2 separate regions of the Mus musculus genome follow, and region 2 is linked to region 1. Evidence: chromatin contacts called from public promoter capture Hi-C data. All regions are on one chromosome and are shown on one strand. Each heading gives the region's core, a stretch centred on a gene start, on an enhancer-like site or on the middle of the called end of the contact. The rest is flanking DNA. Distances are from core to core; before and after follow the strand shown. Region 1 holds the start of Tbx2 (T-box 2). Region 2 holds the start of Gdpd1 (glycerophosphodiester phosphodiesterase domain containing 1).

The links. Capture Hi-C pulls out chosen DNA fragments and counts their contacts.
Region 2: a promoter capture Hi-C map of liver shows a contact between it and region 1, with 2.6 times the contacts expected there. The contact joins the promoter of Gdpd1 here to the promoter of Tbx2 in region 1. A contact is called at or near these places in 1 of 39 promoter capture datasets (liver) and 1 of 9 other capture datasets (liver).

Annotation. Positions count from the first base shown.
Region 1 is chr11:85,831,130-85,835,475 of GRCm38.p6, forward strand. Tbx2 (T-box 2) reads left to right here and starts at 1,486. Exons shown (of 7, transcript NM_009324.2): 1 at 1,486-2,372; 2 at 3,491-3,758. The coding sequence starts at 1,978. 2610027K06Rik (RIKEN cDNA 2610027K06 gene) reads right to left here and starts at 1,259. Exons shown (of 5, transcript NR_077059.1): 1 at 1,039-1,259. RefSeq lists a promoter at 1,021-2,011.
Region 2 is chr11:87,071,409-87,075,544 of GRCm38.p6, forward strand. It overlaps Gdpd1 (glycerophosphodiester phosphodiesterase domain containing 1), which reads right to left and starts at 2,729. Exons shown (of 10, transcript NM_025638.2): 1 at 2,428-2,729. The coding sequence starts at 2,569.

The DNA.
Region 1 (4,346 bases), core at 236-2,735:
GAATTACAAGCGCCTGGTGTTGGCTCAGATGTATAGGAAAAAAGGTCGTGGAGGCCAAACGACTCCTGCTGGTCTCAACCCCGTACTGCCGGGGGCAACTAGCTTTTAAACGCCTTTCTGGGCGGTCAGCTACCAAGTGCCTGAAGACCTGGTGTATGCAGCGGAGGGGCAAGCTGCCTGGGCCACTTACGTGGTAGGTGCCTACCACGGGGACATAGGGCTGGAGCGGCAGAATTCGCTTATACTGGTTGGGAGGGTGGGAGTATCCACTGTGGCTAGTTCACACCCTGCTTCCCCTCCCCAACAAGCACAAGGGTGTGAGCCTCAACCCTAAACAGGCAAGTGTATGATCGTTTTACTCTGGGCACACCTGATTATGGTTTTACACACACACACACACAGAGAGAGAGAGAGAGAGAGAGAAAGAGAGAGAGAGAGAGAGAGAGAGAGAGAGAGAGAGAGAGAGAGAGAGAGAGAGAGAGAGAGAGGAAGATGCATTGGGGCTGTTGCCAGAGAGATAACGAAGACTGATCGTCGAAGGGGGTGTTCACACTTGCTGGCAAACACCTCGATTCCCATCCGCATTACTCAGCTTTCCTGAACTAGGGAGCCTTGAGCTTCCAAGGGACGGAAACAATCTCTAGAGAAGTGACTGAGAAGAAAAGATGCCAGAGTTTAGGAAGAGATAGATGGGCTTGCATCTCCAGTACCGGATGCGGCGAAAATTCCTTCTGGCGCGTGTGGAGAATCTGAGTTCTAGGATCAACTAGCGCGGCACCGCCTTGGGCTCTGTAGAAGGTGCGCTCACCTACCTGGTCCCAAGGATCCATTTTCCTACTCGCCAGAAGGTTTTGGCTTAGTGACCTGACACAGACCTTCTTTAGGCTAAATGCCCGGCCCTTCTGGAACCCCAGGTTCCTGAGTCTACGAGGGGAGGAGCAGGTGGGGGTGGGGACCCTTCGTTTCCCCAGCGCAAGGCGGCGTCCCGTTCCCGCCCGTGCCGGCCCCATCAGGGTTCTGCCATGGCTCCCCACTCACCGGCTCCGGACACCTGATTCGGCTCCGGGACCTCGGCCGCCCGAGCCTCCTGATTTGCCCGCCCACCGGCCTCGCTTTCCAGTGCCCGCAGCCTCCCTCTGAAGTGCATGGACCCGGGGCGGTGACCGGGAGTGGGGTGGGAGGCCAGGCTGGGTCGCAGGCAAGAGCGGCCGGGCCTCCCGGCGCGGGAGGGAAAGGGCGCCCCCTCTCCTCTCCGGAACGTGTCAATGCTTTGCACTTGGGGCCGGCATGCGGCTAGGGGGTCCTTCCCCAAGGCCCCGGGACCCGGGCGCCCCCTGCCTCAGGCCCTTACGGCGGGTCAGATCGGTCCTCTGCGCTTTCCAGCCCTCGCCCAGGCAGCGGCGGGCGCGGGCGGCGAGGTGGGGGCCAGGCCAGGGGGAGGGGTCTCGGGGCCCGCTGGCCCGTCATTGGTTAATATTTTATTCTGTTGACATGTTTTCTTACTGCTGAGGCTTCCGACACCTTCTCCCTGGCCTCCCCTCCCGTCCAGAGCTTGGCCTGAGCTGTCAAAACCCCGCCCCCGGAGACCCACAATTGGTCCAAAAAGCGTAAAATCAGCAATCAAGGGGGGCCTGGCTCGTTAGCGCAGGGGATCCGAACAGGGCAGGACATGTGAGATAGTCACAGTTTTCCAGAGATCAGGACAAGATCTAACCAGTCGCGCGTGGTCCCCGGCGCCGGAGCCGGCCAGCCCAGCCCAGCCCAGCCCAGCCCAGCCCCGCGCAGCGCCCCCTCCGCCCCCGCGTCCAGAGCCCTGCGCCCCTTGAGGTGCGCGGGACGGGGAGCCGGGAGAAGCCGCTGCCGCGCCCGCCGCCCGGGCCGTCCGTCCTCCGCGCGCGCCGCCGCCCGGGCCGGGGGTCCGAGGCGCGCGCCCCCGGCCCCGGCCCCGGCTCCCAGGAGCCTGGGCCGGATGTCCCGATGAGAGAGCCGGCGCTGGCAGCCAGCGCCATGGCTTACCACCCGTTCCACGCGCCACGGCCCGCCGACTTCCCCATGTCCGCCTTCCTGGCGGCAGCGCAGCCCTCCTTCTTCCCGGCGCTAGCGCTGCCGCCCGGCGCGCTAGGCAAGCCTCTGCCGGACCCGGGCCTGGCGGGGGCGGCGGCCGCGGCAGCAGCGGCGGCGGCGGCGGCCGAGGCGGGGCTGCACGTCTCGGCACTCGGCCCGCACCCGCCCGCCGCGCATCTGCGCTCGCTCAAGAGCCTGGAACCCGAGGACGAGGTGGAGGACGACCCCAAGGTGACGCTGGAGGCCAAGGAGCTGTGGGACCAGTTCCACAAGCTGGGCACCGAGATGGTCATCACCAAGTCCGGGAGGTAGGACGGGCCGGGCGGGCGGGCTCGGGGACCGCACAGCACCCACCACCACTGGGTCGATGCTCTCTCGGATTGCCCCCGCTCCGGCCCTGGCGCCACACTCCTTTCCACAGACAAGCAAGCTGACTTTTTTTTTTTTCCGTTTGGCTCCGGAGCGAATTAAAAAAGAAAAAGAAAAGCAAACATCTCTCGATTGAAATAAAACGAAAACACGTTCCTAAAGAATAGTCCCAACTGTTCTGAGTCTCAAAGCCCCGGAGACTCTGGCGGGTCTCCACAGCCCCTTGCGGTCTCACTGTTTTTTTTTTGTTTTGTTTTGTTTTGTTTTGTTTTGTTTTTGTTTTTGTTTTTTCCGTCTCCTGGACGGTCTGGAAGTTCCTAAGAAAAGGGATCTTTCCCGGATTCTCCGCTCTGATCACTGGAGTCCATAGTGGGACTAGCATCCCGCCTCCTGCTAGCTCCAGGCTGACCACTTGGTTCCGGCAGAGAGTTGTCCAGCCCACAGCTAGGCCTTGGAGAGAGTCTTGCTTGTCCTTGGAGCTTGGAGCACTGGACCAGCCACCTCTTGAGGCCTTAAAGCCAGAAGAAAAATAAAATCCCCAATCTTCCCAGCACTCCAGTCTCTGAAAGTCCAGGCCTCAGGTTCACCCTGTTCCCCCGAAATTCTAGGCTAGGGTTCCCTGATTAAGCCTCTAAATCGTTTCTCCCAGACAAAGACCTTGATAGTTTATTTCTTCAAGCCCTGTCCCAAGAGTTTATTTCCTCTCTACGAATTTCAAGGCAATTCAGAAAAGCCTAGTGTATCTCTAAAGGGCCTAGTTTCCTTTCCTGGGCATCAACCCTCATCTTAGATCAGAGTGGAGGAAAGGTCTCCAGACTGAGTGCAAAACGCATCCAAAGCTTTACAAAACAGGCTCTGGCCGGCAGAAATAGGATGTCTTGGGAGTAAGAAGCACAGGCTGGGTCTTTCCAGGTAGCAACACAGCACAAGTGGAGGACATTGTGACAAATTATGTAGATAGGGAAGCTTCAAGTAGGATGTCATGTCATTGTCGGGAAGGTAAAGGGACAAAAAAGAGCCGGGTCCCAATGGCATGTCCCCCTTCCCTCCCTCCGAGGCGGATGTTCCCCCCCTTCAAGGTGCGAGTCAGCGGCCTGGACAAGAAAGCCAAATACATCCTGCTAATGGACATCGTGGCTGCCGATGACTGCCGCTATAAGTTTCACAACTCCCGCTGGATGGTGGCAGGCAAAGCCGACCCCGAGATGCCTAAACGCATGTACATCCACCCGGACAGTCCGGCCACAGGGGAACAGTGGATGGCCAAGCCTGTGGCCTTCCACAAACTGAAGCTGACCAACAACATTTCTGACAAGCATGGCTTTGTGAGTGTGGGCAGGTTGGGAAGGTGTTGAGAGCCCAGGGGCCCCCACAGTCGAGTGGGTAGAAGGAAGCTAGAGGATTTCTAGAGGGGAGCATTAGTTGAACACCCCCCACCCACAGTGCCCCTGTCTGTGGCCCAGGCAAACTGGGCCTAGGCTTCCAGAGCCCTGTTCTGCAAGCCTGAGGAAAAGTATGTCGACTGTTTGTGGAAAGCTCCAGGCTGCTCTCAATCTCAGTTTCTTTCTAACAGAATTTTGAGAGCCCCTCCTAGAATCAAGGGTGAAGCAGGTGCTGTAAGGAATGGGTCAAGCCGCCCGAGTCCTGTGGAGGTCACCCTGCTAAGGACTTGGAGATATGCAGCTTGGACACCTGCTTGTCTCCTGTAGCTAACCCTTACCCTATGGTGAGGGAATCCAGACATTAAATCTGCTCTCCTCCAGCCTTCTGGAGATCTCTGCTCTATTAAGGCAGATGTCCAGCCAGGGAACATAATGAGGAACTCCTCATTTCTACCTGAGCCAAGCTCCTAGCGAATGATGGGGGGTTCATTGGACAAAGAGAGCCTCCCAGTGCATTATAGCTAGTCCTCG
Region 2 (4,136 bases), core at 1,479-3,978, 1.2 Mb after region 1:
TAACATACAGTGTGTTAGTGTGTTGTTTACAAAGTCAGTGCAGATATACAATGATATATTTAGGCCACAAAGGGATAATCTTCAAAGGGGAGACTGATGGAGTCAAATATCTGGGATGCCAGCACTCAGGAACACCTTAAATTCAAGTCTGTTCTGTTTAGAGCCAGCCTGAGCTACACAGCAAGTAAGAATACTTTCAAAACAAACAAACAAAAAAACCCAACAAACAAAAAACAGACAAGAAAACCCAAACAACCAAACCAAACCACACAAACAAACAAACACCCCAACAATAAAAATGGTAAGGGCTGGGGGCTGGTGAGATTGCTCAGTGGTTAAGAGCACTGACTGCTCTTCCAAAGGTCCTGAGTTCAAATCCCAGCAACCACATGGTGGCTCACAACCATCTGCAATGAGATCTGATGCCCTCTTCTGGTGTGTCTGAAGACAGCTAAAGTGTACTTACATATAACAATAAATAAATCTTTAAAAAAATAAAATGTTAAGGGCTGGGCTGGATAGATAGCATAGTGAATCATTTGGTTCAGAACCCCAGAACCTGTGCAGGAGCTAGAAGTAGTAGAACCAGAATCTGGTTTGTAATCCCAGCGCCCCTCCTGGCAGATGGGAGGTCAGACAGGAGAATCCCCAACTCCCACACTCGAGCTTACTGGTGAATCCAGCCTCGAATAACAAAAGACTTCATTTCAAACACAGTGAAACATAAGGACCAACATGCGATACTGTCCTCCAACCTCTACACATGCTCTGGAACATGTATGTGCCTACACTCACAGGCAAACACGCCATACGCCTATACACAGACATATTAATCACCAGGAGCTGGGCATGGTGGTCCAAGTCTTTATTCCCAGCACTTGGGAGGCAGAGGCAGGTAGGTCTCTGAATTTTAGGCTAGCCTGGTCTACTGATTGAGTCCTAGGACAGTCAGGGCCACAGAGAAAGAAAACCAAACAAAAAGTGGGAAACTGTGTTTAACTGATAAAACTGTACAAAAGAATGATAATGTATTTATTTCTATGACATATTTGTCATAATAGAAGTCATGGTCCCAGGATAGTTGTCCCAGCACTGGGAAAGTGGGGGCAGAATGCACAACCAGCCTGGTCTATATAGTGATTTGCAGACTAGCCAGCACGCCATAGCAAGACCCCATCTTTGAAAAATCTAAAACCAAAAATCATTACGGTACTCCATCAAATTTTAAACTATAGAGTTTACCATTGTATGATACATTTCAGGCAATTTTAACCCGGTGCTATATTCACCCTAAAGAAAAGTTTAAAGTGACCGAAAATTTTCATAATTTATACCTTAAGATTGAAATGTCCTGGGCTGGTGAGATGGCTCAGTGGGTAAGAGCACCCGACTGCTCTTCCGAAGGTCCAGAGTTCAAATCCCAGCAACCACATGGTGGCTCACAACCATCTGTAAAGAGATCTGATTCCCTCTTCTGGAGTGTCTGAAGACAGCTACAGTGTACTTACATATAATAAATAAATAAATCTTTAAAAAAAAAATTAAAACTATTACTTATAAAAAAAAAAAAATTGAAATGTCCTGAAGCCACATTATTGAACAGCAGTGAAGAAGCAAAGATGTGGCCTGTTATAGTAAATTAGAAGGCGGAGCGGACTCGCTTCAACCCTTATATACTTGATATTGTATAAAAGCAATATACTTTTGCAAGAGAAACATCTTTAAAAAAATACTGACTGATCATAAGCTAAATATTTTAGTCTTTTAGAAGCCCACCAACCATTGCTGGGGTAATGTTCAAAAATCAAAGTAAAACAACAACCCAGGTGCTAGGTTTTGGAATCCTTAGAACCAGAACTCTCCAAGTTGCTTGTGCCACTTCAGTCCACACTCTGTGACCTTGGAAAATGTCCCTGGTTTGGAGACATTTCTCTCCAGAGCTCAATTACAAACGCGTGGAGCGTGGCATCGCAGACTCCTCAGCTCTCGCTCCAGGTACTCGCAGATCCTCAGCTCTGCCGGAGCCCAAGCTCTTCCCCACGGACTCAGCCACCAGCCTATTCCAAGCAGTCTGTCCGTTCCTACTTCCCCCTGCGGGTGTCTCCTGGATCTGCACCGGCTTTGTGCCAGGCTGCCAAGAAGGGACCTCCCGATCATCCCTCCATCGGCCGAGGAACGCCCCACTTCTGTCTCTCATCCTGCGCTTCTCCTCCTCACAGAAGCCCTGTCACCCTAGCTCCCCAGAGACGCCCACCAGGACTGGGACACGAGACCCCTTTCCTTCCCTCCCCTCCGGACCACTCATCTGAGGAAGCCCTCCAGTTCCAGGAGCCCATTCTTCGTCAGCCTCTCCAGAATCCCCATCCTCTACCTCCTGCTAGGAAGCCTCCCCCATCCCCGCCATCGGGTTCTGGGGACCCCTCTCACCTCCGCGGTGAGAGATGTGCCTACTGAGGAATCGCTGTTTCTTTCTCTGGTGCAGCAACGCTGGGTATTTAAGCAACAAGAACGAGGTGACCAAATATCCCCCCAGAGTAGAGAGAAGGCAAAAAGCCGCGGTGGACGACATCCTCGGTCACCGCCTTCTGGGCCTGAGACCCCGACTGTGCTGTGATGGTAGCAACGGCCGCAGCGCCGGCAGCTGCTCGAGGTCTGCTCGCCCTCAGCCGGTGCCCTCGGCGTAGCGCACTTGTTCGTGCGGACTCAGCACGCAGGCGCAGCCCGACCCCAGCGCCCGAGCAACAAAGGGGCTCAGATACGCAGGCGCGCTACGGCGCGGAGCGTTGGGCGTCTGGCAGCTGTGGTCCCACGCGCAGGTGCTTCGAAGAAGACCCCGAGGCAAGAGGTTGGAAACTTGCCAGTGGTTTTATTTGTTTGGATTTGTTTGGGCAGTCCCTAAGCCGAAAACGCTCTCAAGCCAGGATAGCCTTCGGGGAAAATCTGACGTAACTGGGAAATGTGCATCAAAGGAGGATTCCAGGCCAGGTCCTAGTCCTTTCTGTGGGAAAAGCGAAGAATTGTTACTGATACCTCGAACTCGTAGCCTAGTTGGTTAGATCGTACGGGATTCAAGCCCCAGTACAAAATAAACATGAATAAAGAAACTGACCACTAAGTCCTTTCCTATAAAGACTGGCAACTAACTTTTCCATTTTTCTTTTTCATCTCCTACCTTACAAACTAGAAATACAGTAGGAACCACGTTTTATGGGGGCAGGGTCTTGGTTTTGTGAGATAGGATCTACTTAGCCCAGTCCGGGCTTGAATTCACTATATACCAGAGGATAGAGTCTTCGACTTCAGGTTCTTCTACCTCAGCCTCCAGAGTGTTGGGATGGTAGGCAAGCCCAGCTGTGGATCGTATTTTATGCAAAGTAATTAGCCACAAAGGCTGTGGCTGTGGCTCAGTTGTAAAGCACTTTCCAAGCACATTCAAGGTTTGGATTTGTTTATTGAGACAGGGTGTCTCACTGTGTTGACTGTGTGCTGGCCTCTTGATTCACAGAGACCAGTTTGCCTCTGCCTTCTAAGTATTGGGATTCTTTTCTTTCCCTTTTCTCCTCTCTCCCTTCCTCTCTCCGTTCTCTCTCCCTCCCTTCCTGTCTCCTCCCCCCCGGCCCCCCCCCCCCTTAGAGACTGGGTCTCACTATGTACCGAGGCTGATCTGGAACTCGCTATGACAATAGGGCTAGAGATCCACTTGCGTCTGCCTTCCCTTAAGGCCAGGGGTTTGAGTCCCAGGACAATTGCAACAACAGGCAGACTCACAGTATTGAGCTCCGGCTGGCTTCAAACTCCTAAGGGTGAAGCAGTCTTTTGGTTTCATCCAGCTCATTAGCTGGAACTGCAGGCAAGGGTTGCTGCACCCGATCCTATCTCGTTTATTTATTTTTTATGCATTTACTTATTTCCTGTGTAGTGTATGTGTGTGCACGTGTAAAGGCAGAGGACAACCTAAGGAGACCTAAGGTGGCAGCTCCTTTTCCCACTAAGCCATCTTGCTGGGTCAAGTGGCAGCTTTTGGAAAGGTGGTAAACACTCTATTTCACAAACATTGGGACTAAAATATCTAATCCTGTCAGGACACTATTTTAAATGTATCTGGGAAAATAGGATCAATTACAATACACTACATT